2 separate regions of the Columba livia genome follow, and region 1 is linked to region 2. The links are chromatin contacts, called in public Hi-C maps. All regions are on one chromosome and are shown on one strand. The core of a region is the stretch at or near the end of the contact, and the rest is flanking DNA. Distances in the headings are between cores, read along the strand shown. Region 1 overlaps CENPP (centromere protein P). Region 2 holds the start of CENPP (centromere protein P).

Region 1 (7,392 bases), core at 3,293-5,792, 130 kb after region 2:
GATTTAACCATGTCAGCCTGTAAGATAAACATACTCAGATTCTGAGGTATATCAGATGAAAGTAAATTCTAAGTAGTTCTCTCCAAGTAAGTTCTCCAAGTGTGTTCTATACTGATTGTTGTTTTGATATTTTACAGGTCTAATTTTACCTGTGCAACTGATGCTTCTCAAAAATAAGAGGAAATTCATTCACTTTACATCTGCATCAGTTTTACATATACAAGAACAAATCTTGGCAGACAAAGCTAGTCAATTTAACGATAATGTAATAATTTATGTTGCTGTTGGGTAGTTATTTAATGGACTGGTGTTCTTCTTTGGCCAGGTTTAAAGCAGTGGAGGGTGCTGTTTGCCCATAGCTGACTTTGTATTTGTAACAGTGGAATCATTTAATTAATTGTGACAGTCATAACACTGGGTTTCTTTGTAAGAAATGAAATATTTGTATCACTCCTATTTGTCTAATATTTCTGTTTGGTGGATACTAAACAAATCCCTAAGGAGACATAGTAGAGATTTGCTCATTACGTTCATACATTTAAATTATCATTACTGTGCTTCTTTCTTTTCATACTTTTTAGAAGCGCCTTTAAATGAAATGTGAGATGAAATCCAATTTAACATGTGGCATATTGAAAACAAAATGTCTTTCTGTTGGAATTTTCCCTTTGTGAATCATTTGTCTTTGTGACTCAGGGGTTCCAGTTGATCAGACTGAAAGGCTTTTGCTGAATGCGCTTCCCATAGTGGAACTGCAGACCTGTCAGGCTTTGAGTGTAATGTTTAATGATACTGGTAGTGTTTACAGTATTCCATTAAAAATACACAAACGCTGCCATTGTACAGCAAAACCTTTTACATAAAGAACATCAACTTCAGCATGTGACGAACTTGCAGCATCTGCAGGCAATGGGTTCCTCGTCTCCCGGGGTATTCTGAAGGTTCCAAACTTTGCCTGTTGATTTTCAATTCAAAAGAAGTCTCAAAAAATTCAACTTTGAGATAGAAACCCTCTCAAAACCATGGCTGTGTAGGTTTTTCATTTATCCTTGTATTGAGATGTTTTGTGTACACGGGTTTATACAGAGCTGCTCTTGCCCAGTCGGGCAGTGGAGAGGAAGGGAAGAGCAAAAAATAGGGTGTTTCTTTTCTTTCATTTCTCAGTTACATTGTATTGGCAGACTGTTTTGTCTTGTCTGTTGAAAACTGAGGTGCCTGTTGAGACAAGGAAAGTTAAATCTTTTGGAGAGATTCTTCACTGATTTAGGGCTTGCCACTGTGCTTTAAAAATACAGGAAAGTGAAAATCCTTGTTACATGTTCATGTTGGTGACAGCTGTGTTACAGTACAAAATATTTTACTTAATTGAAATGCATTAACAAATTTATTGCCCGATACCTAAAAATGAAACTCATCAACTTAAATGACATTTCCAGAAAGATAATTGAAAATTTATGTGCAATGTGAATGTATATGTGATGTTCAGTTCGTGACAGATTAACATAGTTTGTGACTTGAGGATAAAAATTCTTGGTGAACTGAGTGCAATGTGCACTAAGGACAGATAGATTGTAGGGCCAGATCTCATAGATTGAACTGTATTTTTCTGGGCTGGCAGAAGGCTTAGTAGAAGAAGAAATACAAACTAATTTCTAAAAATGTAATTGCTGCACTTCTGTTTTGTAGCTTGGTGATTGCTGGTTTTAAGTATCTATGTGATCACGGTAATAGTAAAATCATTCCTTTTGTTGTTATTTGAGTTAGACTGTAATTTCACAACCCAGCTGCTGCTAACCCGGCGGCCGAGGCTGTGGGTTCAGAGTCCCCTCCGCTCACCAGCATTGTTTCCCATTTGGTGGCTACTTATAGGATTGACAGAAATTTTTGCAGTGGGCAGCAGGCTGGGAGCTTGTTTGATGCTTCTGGAATCTAATCATGTTGTTATTGGTATTCTACAGTATCTAGAATTTTAATAATTTTCGCAAATAGTTTGTATTTTAATTCCTGAAGTTACAGTTATGTTGTTATTTAAGGTCTTGATGGTACCATGTATGTGACATCAGTGGATGATACTGTGGCCTTAGCTGAGCAAAACACACATAATTCACCCCAAATCAGAGCCTAAATGGAGCATCTTTGGTAACTTTGGAAGTAGTTTACATTTGCAGAGCAACTAGTAGTAGCATGACTTGCACAGTGCTCTTTATATACAGCCCTTCTAACAGAATGCCAAGTTCAGAATTAGTAGTAAGTGTGATCTATTGTTCCATCTAAGAGCAGAGCAGCATATTTTCTGGGTAAGTGGGTTAGAAGTAAGTTTGTCTGCTTTCAGCTTAGCTTCTGCCTTCCAATTTTGCATTCTTAGTCGTGGTGCTTAAGCTGAATGACTTAAAACACTTTCCTTAGAAGAGTTTTAGGTTGCAGAATATTGCAATGTGATTTAAAACAGCTGAAGAATAGTATATTTTGTTTTAAAATAGATACTACAAGTTTATTCACTCACATGCCTCTGTGTATCTGTAAAATCTGTCAAGGGAGAAAGGGCAGGCAGAGTATTCCATCCCGATAGCTGTCCCGTGGTGAGTTGAGGCTATTTCTGTTTTAGACAAAAGTTCCCATCAGATTCCTTGCTTGGACTCCTGAAGGAGCTGGAAAAGCTATTTCCGTCCAGAAGTAATAATAGCATGAGCTTTTGGTTTTGATCATAAACCGACATTTAAAAGTCATCTGAGGAAAAATATTTCTTTATTAAAGTCAGTTTTTGCTTAATGCAGTTGTAGCTGATCTTTCCCATCTGGTATCGCACTACTCGAGGTGTCATCTTCCAGCTGCCTGGTGCCCACCTCATGACATCCCACGGGAGTCCCTGACTGTCCCGAGGGACCCTTTGGTGGATCAGGCCGTCCTGTTACCCACTTATTGCTCCACTTTGCTTTTCCTCAGGGAAAATTTAGAAAAGTTGCACAGCAGAGAATATGAGGTGATAACCCGGTACCCACAAAGTGTATTTGGAGTTACAGTTCGGTCAGAACTATTGCAGCTGGTACACAAGGTGTGCCTGGTGTTCATCTACGTGCCAGATCCCCACGTTTTACCTGTGGGATACAGATGTCAGGCTTTATATGTGGAATATGAAAGGTAGATCCTGGGGCTTGTTCCCGGAACTGTCAGTGTTTAACATCACTTGCTTACCCCTGGGTGCGGCAGGTTTGCTCCCTGCCTCTGCAGGGTGGCTGTCAGGAGTCACCCCGGGCTGCGGGACGGTCGCCCCCTCGTGCTGCTGTGTGACACCAGTACAGCCACAGCTCTGGCCTGTAACGCGCCTGACGAGACGTGCAGGTATTTGCGCTTTGGCTTTTTGTGTGTTTTGCACATTGCTAAAGTATCATCTTTCCTGGATTTTATCCCAAACCCTGTGAATTTCACACAAGATCAGATTCTCTCAGCATTCAGACAGATGTCAGAACCCCTGGCACGCCTTTGAGGCAAAGAATAACCGCTTGCTGTGTGCAGAACTCACCAGTGCAGTCTCTCCTGGGTACAGAGGAGCTTTTAGACAACAGAAAAACACAACTTTGAGATTTCCTTGCGATACCTCTGGTTTCTGTGCAACATAAAATACCACCCGCTAGGTGGGGGTAAACGCATTGGTTATGGCAGCTGCGCAGGAACTCCCAAACAAGTCATGGGTGCATTTTACAGCGGTTTGACAATTGGAACTCTTATCTGCTGCCTCTGATCTGTTTTCTCTTGTGACTCCCAAAGGCCTCGGTATGGTCATGTGAAGACACAACATGAGTTGGTGTTTAGCTGTGGTATACTTGGGATCTCTTGTAAACAACGAACTTTGAGTTGAGTTCACCAGATATAATCCTAAATGTCTAGTATTTGCAACTTGGACCTAAAGAGGTCGCTAGATGCTCCAAGACCTATGATATCAAACAAATGAAGGTATGTAATGAATATCAAAGATGTGGGTTCTTGAGATGGAAAGCCTGAAAAACTTGTTTTATTTTATCATCAGAGAAGCGTAATTGCACAGGTAGTAGAGCTGAAGAAAGGTCACTGTTCTGCTGGGCGACTGACCTCGCATCGGCCACGTTTTCATGCTGTATCTGCCGCACGCTTTGTTGCCCCTTATGTGTCTTTGTTCCCAGGACAGAGCATGGTCTTTATCCCCATGGTAAATGCGCTACTAGATACTTGGTAGACGTTAAAACTGGCAAATTCCATGTGTTCTATGTCATTTGGCATTCTGCACAAACCCCTTTTAGTTTGTCATAAATTCCTAAACCCCAGAGCAAGGTCACATCTGGTAGCAATTTCAGTCTGCCAGATGAGGCGTAATCCTGTAAAACCCAACTCATTTTCTCCAGTGCTTTTCGGAGACGAGCTCTCCTGCTCCTTTTCCGTAAGACTTACCGCTTGCCCCGTGAGCGCTGCAGAACCATTTAGGCTGTGACAGCCTTTTCACACTTTATAAACTGCAAATTTTGGAACAGGGCTTTGTAACCTGTACATAAGACAGCACAAGCAAGTAATAGTGTTAAAGTCTTCACAACAACCAGCTGTGTCTGGACTCTGTTTTCTTTTGCAACAGCACATCCCTGCAGGGTGCAGGAATCGTGTTCTCTCTGTGTGTTGATGTATATGCATCTCATACGCCGAGTAACCTGTCACCAGATATGCTGCAAAACTTCTCAAGGATCCACACATAGCTACTATTCTGCTTTTATGCACTTTTAAAATAATTATAGCAGAAGTTCTGTGTCTTAGGTAATTAAATATATACATATTGGAGGCTGTAAAATATTAGATGCACTAACCAAGTGATGGAATGATAATCTGATCAATTGTTGTACACTGGAGTAATTCAAAATAGCTCTAACTCCCATTAATGTGGAATTTAGTAGTAGTCAGTAGCTTAGTGTGTTTTATCATGTTTCCATTGTCCCGTTATATTGTGATAATAGTGGTTGTTTTGGCATCTGGTTGCCCTTATGCCCTTACGCTGTGTGGAACTGGGTGATGCTCTTTCTCAAAGGAATATCAAAACAGTGTACTAGTAAGGTTGTTTAAACTAAGGGGGAGGGGGACGTGACAGGTGATGTATTATAACGTGCTATTAAATCAAATTAACAGAGCTTGGTTAAAAATATTCTTTCAAGGTTTTCTAGATCTTGCACAAGGATCCCTAACAAGTGTGTGATACTGTTTTCTCCTCTGAGGTGACCCAATTTATTATCTCTTGATACCACACGAATGATACTAAAAAAAGAAAACAAAACAAAAACTCAAACCATCAAAACTTTATTTGTAAGAGCAGAATTTTAAACTATTCATATTGTTACTCTTAACTATTACAAATGGAAGCTAAGAGTGGCAGCATATTAAAATCCACTGCAATGCAATGGGCAAGAACCACCTTGTCTACTCTGATTTTTCTGACCTAATTTGTATCCTTTTGAACTTGTTTATTCACAGGCCAAATATCCAGACATTGTGGCCCTTCCGGATGGACTGTGGGGAGATTATATAATCCTGAGGAACCCCAAAGTGTCCGGGTAAGCCAATAAATACATTTATCGATTTATGATTGTGAAAGGCATATTGACAATTTATACGTAATCAGTCTGCTTGAACATCGTCACTCTTTGCTTTGTAATGCCTCTAAACGCAGGGATCAGATGATCTATGTTACGTTTTAGGGCTATAACCACACATGAGGAACACTAGGAGGAGGAAGAATTTTAAATTACAAAAGTATATGTCCAAGTCCCCCTGTCAGGCCAGGCCAGCGCGGCCGTCCCTGCGACAGCTCATGCTCACCCAGCGCTGCTGCTCTCTGCTCTTCCTTGCATTAAAGAACACAAAGAAAATCACAGTTACCGTGTTACTGAAAGCAACTGTAGCTGAATTTTTCCATTGTTTTAGAAGAAAATCAGATGAGAGAGGAGATAATTGCACTGCCATTTATTGTTATTGCTCTATCAGACATGCTGGAGTGGTTTGGGCTCCCTGCCGGACACCTTCTGGCAGGTTTGGGCTTCTAAACAGAGAAGAAAATTCCTTGAAGTAGCATGTAAGACAATATTATTATCACTGTCAGGAATTCTGTAAGGGCCAGGAAAAGTAGCTATTTTGTGAAGGGATCAGATTGTTCCCTTCTCCTATGACATCTTTGCTATAACATGCTTTAATTTATATGGAAATAACTAGAAATAAAGCATAGCTCCCTCTGTCGTATTTGGAACTACCAAATAAACCATAATAGATAGTGTTGTCTCAGTTTAGCCAAGTCTGCCGTTTAAAACTAAATGCTCTGGGTTGCTGAAATGACTTGTTGTTAGACCATCACAGAAAACAAGCTGCTTTATTTCGTAGTTTCTCTTCATGTTGACAGGTGTCATGTTCCATTACACGTTGCCTCTCACCCACCATCATAAAATACAAGAATTTAAAAATCATTTCCCGAGCAGTGATGGGTTCCTGTGCCCAGCAGCTTTGAATGAACTCAGGATGGTTATTTTTAAAAAAATTAAAGCAAACAAATGCAGCAATCTAGGCCATGGATGTATTTATCCCTGTGTGTTATCCTAAGAAGCCCATGAACAATATTGGGGTGAATCTTATTCCAAACCCAAAACATCACTACTTCTGAATCAGTTTTCTTCTGTACCTGGCACAATAGCTGACCCCAGGTGCAGACGTCACATAAGGGGCCAGGAGGAAGGGAAAAATCAGTCTCTCATTTTCTGTCTTTTTCTCACTGCTCCAAAAACCCTACTATTCACGAGACAAATACAAGAACCGGGGGGAAAAAATCCTCGAGGTTGCTTCATTTCCAGCTATGTTCAAATTTTCAATAACCTTTCCTTGGCAGGAGATGAGCAGTTTTCCTTGGTTCAAAACATGAGTATTTCTGATTTCCAAACAGAGAGATGGGCAATTTGCATTACCTGAGGTGAATTCTGTTTAAGAGCGTAATGAGTGTGAGCCTCCTCAATACTGTACTTTCCGCTTCGAAGAAACCTTAAAGACAGTTGCCTTGTTAACACTCACCTAGCTTGTCTGTATACATGATACAGGTTTGAATTAATGATTGTTTGGAAGATACATCTGGATGAAGAAGGGAGAACTACACCTGTTCTGGACCTGCTGACCAAAGTACCAGAGCAAGGTAACGTCATTTACTCCAGAGCCCCTTTCTGAGCTTTCAAGTACAATGCCTGTCCTACATTTTTGGCAACTTTAGGTAAAGCTGAAATCCATCTTGCAGAACCCAACCAAGCAAACAAATGTCAATTTAGCAAGCAGCTTAGCGTCACCTCCTGTATAACTGAAAAGGGTTTACAAAACTTGTATCCTCCTCTTCTCGACAGCAGGTAACCT
Region 2 (7,442 bases), core at 3,440-5,939:
CTGTATCTGCTGAATCATAACCATTATCACATTCCATTGTCTCTTTATCTTTGTAACTTCCTTTGATAGTTTTCTTTATGGCATTTGGATTGCTTAAGGACCAGTGACTGTTGTATTTTAATTCAAAATCATCCCCAACAATTTCCAAGTGGTCGCTTTCAGTCTCAACACTTTCACCTTTCTGCATTTCTCTCTCTTTCTTTACCATTGCTCTGATTTCCTCTTCAGAATCAATGTCACTATCAGAAACACTCGTATTATTTTGAGCTATAACTCCAGAAACACTGCTTTTATCTGATAATAAACCTTTCCCTGACACTTTGCTATTAAGACTGCTTGATGGAAGCATTTTAGACTTCCCACTGGATTTGGATTTTGATCTTTGATCTAGCTGTGATGAGCTTGTGTTTTCTGAAGGTGACTGGCACCCAGAAGGGAGAACGACTGCTCCATTCAGAGCCTCGCTGCCCAGCTGCCGCAGTTTTTTAGGTGGCTTCTCAGTTACAGGGAGCTCTCCTTGCCGCTTCTTGTTTATGCTGTCATCTCTCCCTTCCAAGTGCCAAGTAAGCTTGGATATAGGAACCACATCTGTCAAGTCTTGCTCCAGCTTCCTAAGGTTATGGCAGTATTTCGATGGGTCGTACTTCACAATGTTAGTCTGAGTTAAGGAATTAAAACAACACAATTCTTTCAGCAATCCTTCCAGTCTTTATGAAGAGGCTAAATTCTACATGAAAGGACAACAAAGGGTCCTTTTCAACATCATCAGCCTTTAAGCAACTGACTTGCAGTCTAAAAAAATTCTTCAGATCACACAAACTTACTGCAAGATTTACTTAAGGGATTCAGTAAATCAAGTGTGACATAGTGCTCAGTATTAAAGACTGTTAAGCAAATGTTTCCCCATATAACGAAAGAAAAAAGGGAGTTGTGCTTTTGCCCAAGCAATAGGAAAAGGATATTTTATTTTTTTGTTGACTCCTAAGGTGCAGGACAGGCAAGACTCGACCGAATTTACCAACAATCCATTTCTAAAAGGAAGGAAAAACAATCAGTGTTAAAAAAGGAATGGAAGTAACCCTAGAATAAACCAAGATGTATACTCTTTGATAACAGAAACATTAGTAAGGAACCATCTCTAACTTTTTTTTTTGTTTACTCTTAAATGAGATATATTTGTAATGTGCAACTTAGCTTCCTTCTCAAAAAAAGAACAAACCAAAACCAACCAACCAAATTTTTACAACCTGCAAGTAAAAAGTGACAATAAAGAACCGAATTTCTTTACAAGCACTATTTTTAACATGAGGGTTCTGGTTTAGGAATGAGCAGTGATAACTATGCAGACAGGATCATTGTTCTTTTGCTCTTTTCCCCTTTCACACTAAAAAAAAAAAATAAATCAAAAATCCCCACACACTCTCCAAAACCATATTGTGCCTCACAAACGATTTTGAAAACTTTGCAGTAAATGTATTTTTTCTTGCCTAAATTCACGTTAGCTGATTTTATTCTAAATCTTACTTTATAAGCATGTGTAGACCCTAATATCTTGAATGTGCTGAAGCACAGAGATTAGTTCCTGACAACCCAGCCATCAAAAAGGTATATGCTGTATAAAAATAAGACACATTCTCCTTACATGCTTTTAAGGGTGACACAAAGATATTCCCGATGTAGATGAGTAACAAAGCACTTACTAATTTAACATGACAGAGAGGACAGTACCATTTTTAGTCATCACAAAGAAGGACAGGAACATTCCACATGTCTACACATCAGGTATTTTTTACACTACTTTACACGAGTTGCACTATCACACTTAATAAAAGTACAGATTTGACATAAATTTAGCTGTAATAAGCTTGTGCCTGATTCTGGCTTTTGATTTAATTCTCTGTCCACCTACCCCACCATACCTTATGGTCTGGCACCTCTGTACCTGGTACTGCTTTCATGTGAAAGTCTACAACTCCAGCTTTTTTCAGTGAGTCTAACAGACATGTTTTGTCATTTCTTGGTGGCTTTTCTTTCTGCAGCTTTGCCTCCTCCCTCTCCACGGTGAGCCTGTACAAAAAAGTACATCATATGTGAAAAAAGGTCTACATGTGTGCTAAATTAGAGCTGGCAGTGACCCTCAATGATCCTTTTGTGCCCCTTCCAACTCAGGACATTCTGTGATTCTCTCCCACAGAACAGTAACCATTCACGACTTAAGGAAATTAACAGATGTGTTACCTTTAAGGCAGGGGTGTCCAACTCATTTTCACTGGGGGCCACATCAGCCTTACGGTTGTAGTTACATTTATACAGTCCTAAAATTACATTTGGCCCTTTGAAGGCAACCACGAGGCTGAAATGGCCCCCAGTGAAAATGAGTTTTACACATCTGCTTTAAGGGAATAATGATGCACAACACGTTGCATATCTTATATGCATCAACAGTCTACAAATGTAAACAAAAACTACAAAGAATAAGAGCATAGCAGATGAAAGCACAGCCAGAATGCTATCAGATAAACAGAAAAGGGTAACTTTAGCAACACAATTCGTTCATTCATTTTTACCTGTGCAAAAAACTTTCTTTGGCCAACTCAATTTGCAGTGTCCCTCCTTTCCATTTAGATTTATTTAAAACTGACATGCCTATAAAACAAGGAAATGGAAAATGAGTATTTTCTACGTAAAAAAATACACATTAGACCTAACTACACCTCCTTCTAAGACAGACTAAAGTTTCTTTAGCACTTCATTACTCACTGAAGTTTATGTCTGAAAGGCCTAATATCCAAATCTTAAACAAAAAGGTATTAATCCAAAATTAAAGTTCTGACTTCAAAAGAGTCATTCAAGTCTGTCTGGTTCAGTTCAAATTCAAAGCTCAAAATTCAGATACATGTACTCTGAAGTTTTTTACAGTACTGTTGGATAGGTCCTTCTCTACATAAGAACTTCTGTACTTCAGCTTTCCTATTCCTAATGGCAGCATCCCCTGGATAAAATGACGCCTTACCAACCCCTCTCTTCAGGTACAGGTACCTTCACCTGTCATTTTGCTGCTACACAATACACAGGTGGTATTATAACACTGCCAGTAGTTTTGTAATCCAACCATTCTGGGATTTACAAAATTGCTCTAACAGAAGCATGCTTTACATAAACTCTGCTTTAGGTTTCCTCTCATGTCAAGTCACTTCTACTGTTTTATGGACCTGATGAAAGTGTTCAAAGCACATTTCCTACATCTTTTCATAAAAGGTCTAGAACAAACTCATAAATTGCTTATTTCAGTCACAACTAATCTTCTTAATGTTCTTACACCTATTTACTGAAAACTCCAGTAAACCACCTTCCATAAAATTGCAGCTTAAAGAAAATTAATATGACAACAGAATCAAAGAGGGTCTACCTTGACCACATCCTGATTTGGCTCAAAAACATGAATTGCTTAAAGAAAAAAAAAAAGTACTTACACTTTCTAAGATCTGCATCAGAAATGCTGACACTGATGTAAGCAAAAGTTTTCATAGGGTTCCCTGATAAATGATAAACATTCAGTTAACTTCTATGTCATTTCAGTGTTTCCTTTAAAACTGAAAATTAAGCTATTTCCTGAAAATAAAGGGTCTCTGAAGCAAAAGCACACAGCATTGCACACAACACATTGAAAGACAATCCACTTTTAAAGGATAATGCAAAACCGTTACCTTGATCATCTTTTCTGGTAATAATCTCTGCATCCAAAACATCCCCAAACTCGCCAAATCTTTCTTGCAGTTCAGCCTTAGAAACCGTATGGCCAAGCCCTCCAACGTATAAGCGTTTTGAGACCGGTTTCTTCTCCATGTTGAAGAGTCAAACTGTCCCACCCATAGCACACACTCTGTGTTGCTGTAAGAAAACAGTAACAGCTCCCTAACACACTCTACAGATTAATGCAACCATAATACTAAATTATAGAACAAATCATTCCATCATACATCCTCCACAAAGAACTTTTTGGGAAGAAGGCCCCTTTACTTTGGATTATTATAATGCGCTCTGCCTCAGTGCCACTAAACAGTGTTGCTGTACATAACTAGGGTTTAGGTTTTGGGTTATTTTTAAGCCTCAGAGCCTATGAGTGGGTGCACGGCGGTGACAACAGCTCTTACAGGTATGAGCTCGCTAGGGATTTTCTGAGGGGGGAAACAGACACAGGGACGGGGGCGAACAAAGCGGGAGAGGAAAAAGCGGCGCGAGCCACCCCAGACGCAGCTGCTGCCTCCTAGGAGAGAGCGAGGCCCAGGACCCAGCCAACGGCCCAGGAGCACCCCCGGGAACCAGCACCCCCGGGAACCAGCACCCCCGGGAACCAGCACCGCACAGCCCCCGCGACACCCCACTCTCTCACCTCCTCCATGTGCGGGCCCCGTAGCGCAACTCAATTTATCGCCCCCCAGCATCCCTTCACAGCGCTCCCTGGGTTCCGCATCCTGTGGCTGCTGGATGCTCCTCCGGCTTCCTGTTTCCGACCGGTCAGGTGTGAGGGGAACACACAGGCTGGGTCGTGTGACCGCGGACGGTTCGGGCGTAACTAAGCGGGAAAAAAAGTAGGGGGGTTTCTGCGAGACGTTAGCAAAAGAAAAAAAAATTAAGGAAATATCTAACAAAATAATGATTTTGATATCAGTATCAAATAATGACTTATAGAAGCGCTAGAAAGGCGGTTCTCATTTTTTGCCAGAGGGAAATGAAGGCACAGCCAGCGCCCTCTGCTCGGGGAGCAGTGTGGTAGCGCCCAGGTCCGCAGCGGGCTGGTTGGGCGCGCAGTTCGAAGGCTCGGGGCGCGAGCGCGGCTGCCGCTCCTCCTCTGGGCGCGGAGCGCGCGCGGCGTCTCTCCCCTCAGCGCGCGGCTCCGGTCCCTCAGCGCCGGGCTCGGGGTGTCGGGGTTGTGGGGACCCCTCCGCTTGCTGGGGCTCTGGGGTCGGAGGGGGCTGCAGTTGCTTTCCTTGGGCGTGCGTCGAGACGCCCGGGCAATCACCGGCACCTGTGAGTCTCAGCCCGTGCTTTGGGACGAGCTGGGAAGCAGCGGCTCGTCTGAGGCGTTTCCAGCCGTCACCTGTGAGGTCTGGAGGGTGCAAGGAAAGCAGCGGCACGCAGAACCCCACCAGCTCGTTTCTCACAAACTCTTGAATGATTTTCACAGCTCTTGTGGCAGTTTGAAAGCAAGTGTATAGGCGTGTATACTGGCAGGTACGTAGAAATGTGAAATATTTACCATAAATGCATCAATAGATACGTCTGTGTGTGCTTACAGTGACGAGAAACGACTGTTGTTAAAGTGGTGTTTTATTTAATAGAATGTGTGGGTACTTTTTTCTGGAGGTAACGGTCTTTGGAGTTATAACTAGTCTTTGAGTCTTCTGTATTTTAGAAAAATCACTTGAGTTAAAACAGCCGTAAGCAGAATATCTGCTCTTTTACTGTTTTCAAAACAGCCAGTTGTTCAAAGAGGAATTAGCTAAAAACCTAGGATGGAGTTCTGGTTATTGTCATGTGTGGATGTTTGTTGTTGTTTTGTTTGTTTGTTTTTTGCACTCTACGTACTCTGTGTTATGACCAAAACTTCCTGCAGTGTATCCAGATCAAAAACAAACAAATGAAAACAAGCAAACCTAATGGTGTGCATTGAAAGCTGAGAGCTTCTATTTCTTGTCCCTGCTGATCTTGTTTGTTGACATATGTTGCATAAGATTGCTTTAAAATTTCAGAGGAAGTCATGAGTAGGTACAATCTCAGTGATTCTTCAGTTGCATGTGCTTTCTTTATTCACTAAATAAGTTTCTGTTGCAAAATGTGTTTTGAATGTTGTTATGAAATTAACCAACAAAAGTCTATTTCCTCCCTATCCCTTTCATCCCTTTTTATTGAACCATGTTAATGTGGATCTTGCAAGTACAGTAGGGGTTGTTTAAAAACACGTAAAACTAGTTTGTTTTTTTCTAGTTGTAAGTGTTAATACATCAGTATTGAGCTGCATAACGTTGTCCACTGTCCTTTGAATGTGCCATGTCTAGGCTGAATGTCAGATTTTATTATTTTGTAAAATTGATGTTTATGTATTTTGAATTATTTGCAAAACACTTTTTTTTCTTTGTTACTCTTTACTGCTGTTTACTTGAAAGGCATATTATGTTACTGTGTTAGTAGTAACAGGGAACAGCTGTGCCTCACTTAATCAGGTGGATTGTCAGGTGAATTGCTCAAAGCTGGATTCCGTTTCTTTGCCTTCTACCTGCAGAACAGCTTGTTCTTCTATTACAGCAAATGTAAAATAGCTGGTTACACTCCTGGAGGAAATTGTCAGTTATCATGTTTCTCAGAAAGCTTTGTTACATTTAGAATTGTGGAAAAACGTGACTTTTCTGCTCTCGTGGTTTCTACTTGCAGACCAGTGTCTTTCTAAGTGGACTTTCTATGGTCTAAGGTTTATATGTTAATCTTCTGTAGCAAACAGCAGCATTTGACACTCGAGAATTTTTTACAGAGGTATTAATTATTGTACTTGTCAAAGCTACCTGGGATATTTAAAAGTTGTGCGTAACAATTCTTCAGTTTTCCGAAGTCATAAAATAAAACAGCACTGTCATTTTAAGTAGAGGGGGTAGGAGAAACAATTGCCTAATGTCATATTTTCATTTCTTAAATTAATTCCTTGGATAAAAATAATTTATTTGGAAAATGGTTTACTTTTTTTATGTGGTCTAAGAAATATACTGTTCTTGTTTTGTGTAGTAACAATTCTGAGAAATGGACAGCAGCCTTTGCCAAGCTTACAAAGATGAAATCCAGTCATTGGAAGAAGAAATTAGGCTATTGACTGAAAAGTATGAAGCTAACCAACAAGAATCCGTCTCTTTTTCTGAAGAGGAGATATTAATGTCAATGTATGCCTTTTTTTTATATGTTGGATTCATACTGTTTATTTGTCAAAATTGTTTAGGATAAGCTTTTGCCTCTATGTTGGGACTTTATGTTATTCATAAAGTGCTGATCTTGTTTAGGACATGACCTATATGTGGTAAAAAGTTACAGATCATGAATAGTTGATATTTTTTTTTTACTGCCTTCTGTTGCTAGTTTGTGTTTTGGGGGGTTTTGGCTTTTTTGCTCTTCCTTTCCCCCCCCCAAAATAAAGGCAGTTGGAGTGATCAGAGCATCATAACAGCTGCCTTACTGTGTGAGCCCTGCAAAGTTGATTGCAAAGGCCGTGTTTTCCATTATGCACTGTGAAACAGATCCACACATTTACTTAATTAAAAAACTGGGAACAGGTACGGGTGTGACTAGTTATGTGCTAAAGAAGAGCTATGTTAGGGCTTTTAATTTCCACTATTTAACTGATATTCTATAGTAAATGTACACACTGTAGAAAAAACAAGCCATTCAGATGAGTAAAG

Evidence for each region. A called contact is a pair of places that touch in the nucleus more often than the background predicts.
Region 1: a Hi-C map of liver shows a contact between it and region 2, with 2.5 times the contacts expected there. The contact joins the enhancer-like site here to the promoter of CENPP in region 2. A contact is called at or near these places in 2 of 2 Hi-C or Micro-C datasets (crop and liver).

The regions. Positions count from the first base shown.
Region 1 is chr10:4,814,274-4,821,665 of bColLiv1.pat.W.v2, forward strand. It overlaps CENPP (centromere protein P), which reads left to right. Exons shown (of 9, transcript XM_005508881.4): 7 at 5,485-5,564; 8 at 7,089-7,180. Among named protein-coding and RNA genes, the nearest start is that of ECM2, 23 kb to the left of the region's middle. Within about 2 kb of position 4,543, at least 2 of the 3 cell types and tissues checked have an H3K27ac peak away from gene starts, as active enhancers do.
Region 2 is chr10:4,681,075-4,688,516 of bColLiv1.pat.W.v2, forward strand. CENPP (centromere protein P) reads left to right here and starts at 4,690. Exons shown (of 9, transcript XM_005508881.4): 1 at 4,690-5,235; 2 at 6,778-6,929. The coding sequence starts at 6,793. NOL8 (nucleolar protein 8) reads right to left here and starts at 4,600. Exons shown (of 17, transcript XM_065074501.1): 1 at 4,394-4,600; 2 at 3,708-3,891; 3 at 3,474-3,536; 4 at 2,568-2,646; 5 at 1,920-2,067; 6 at 961-1,031; 7 at 1-650. The coding sequence starts at 3,846.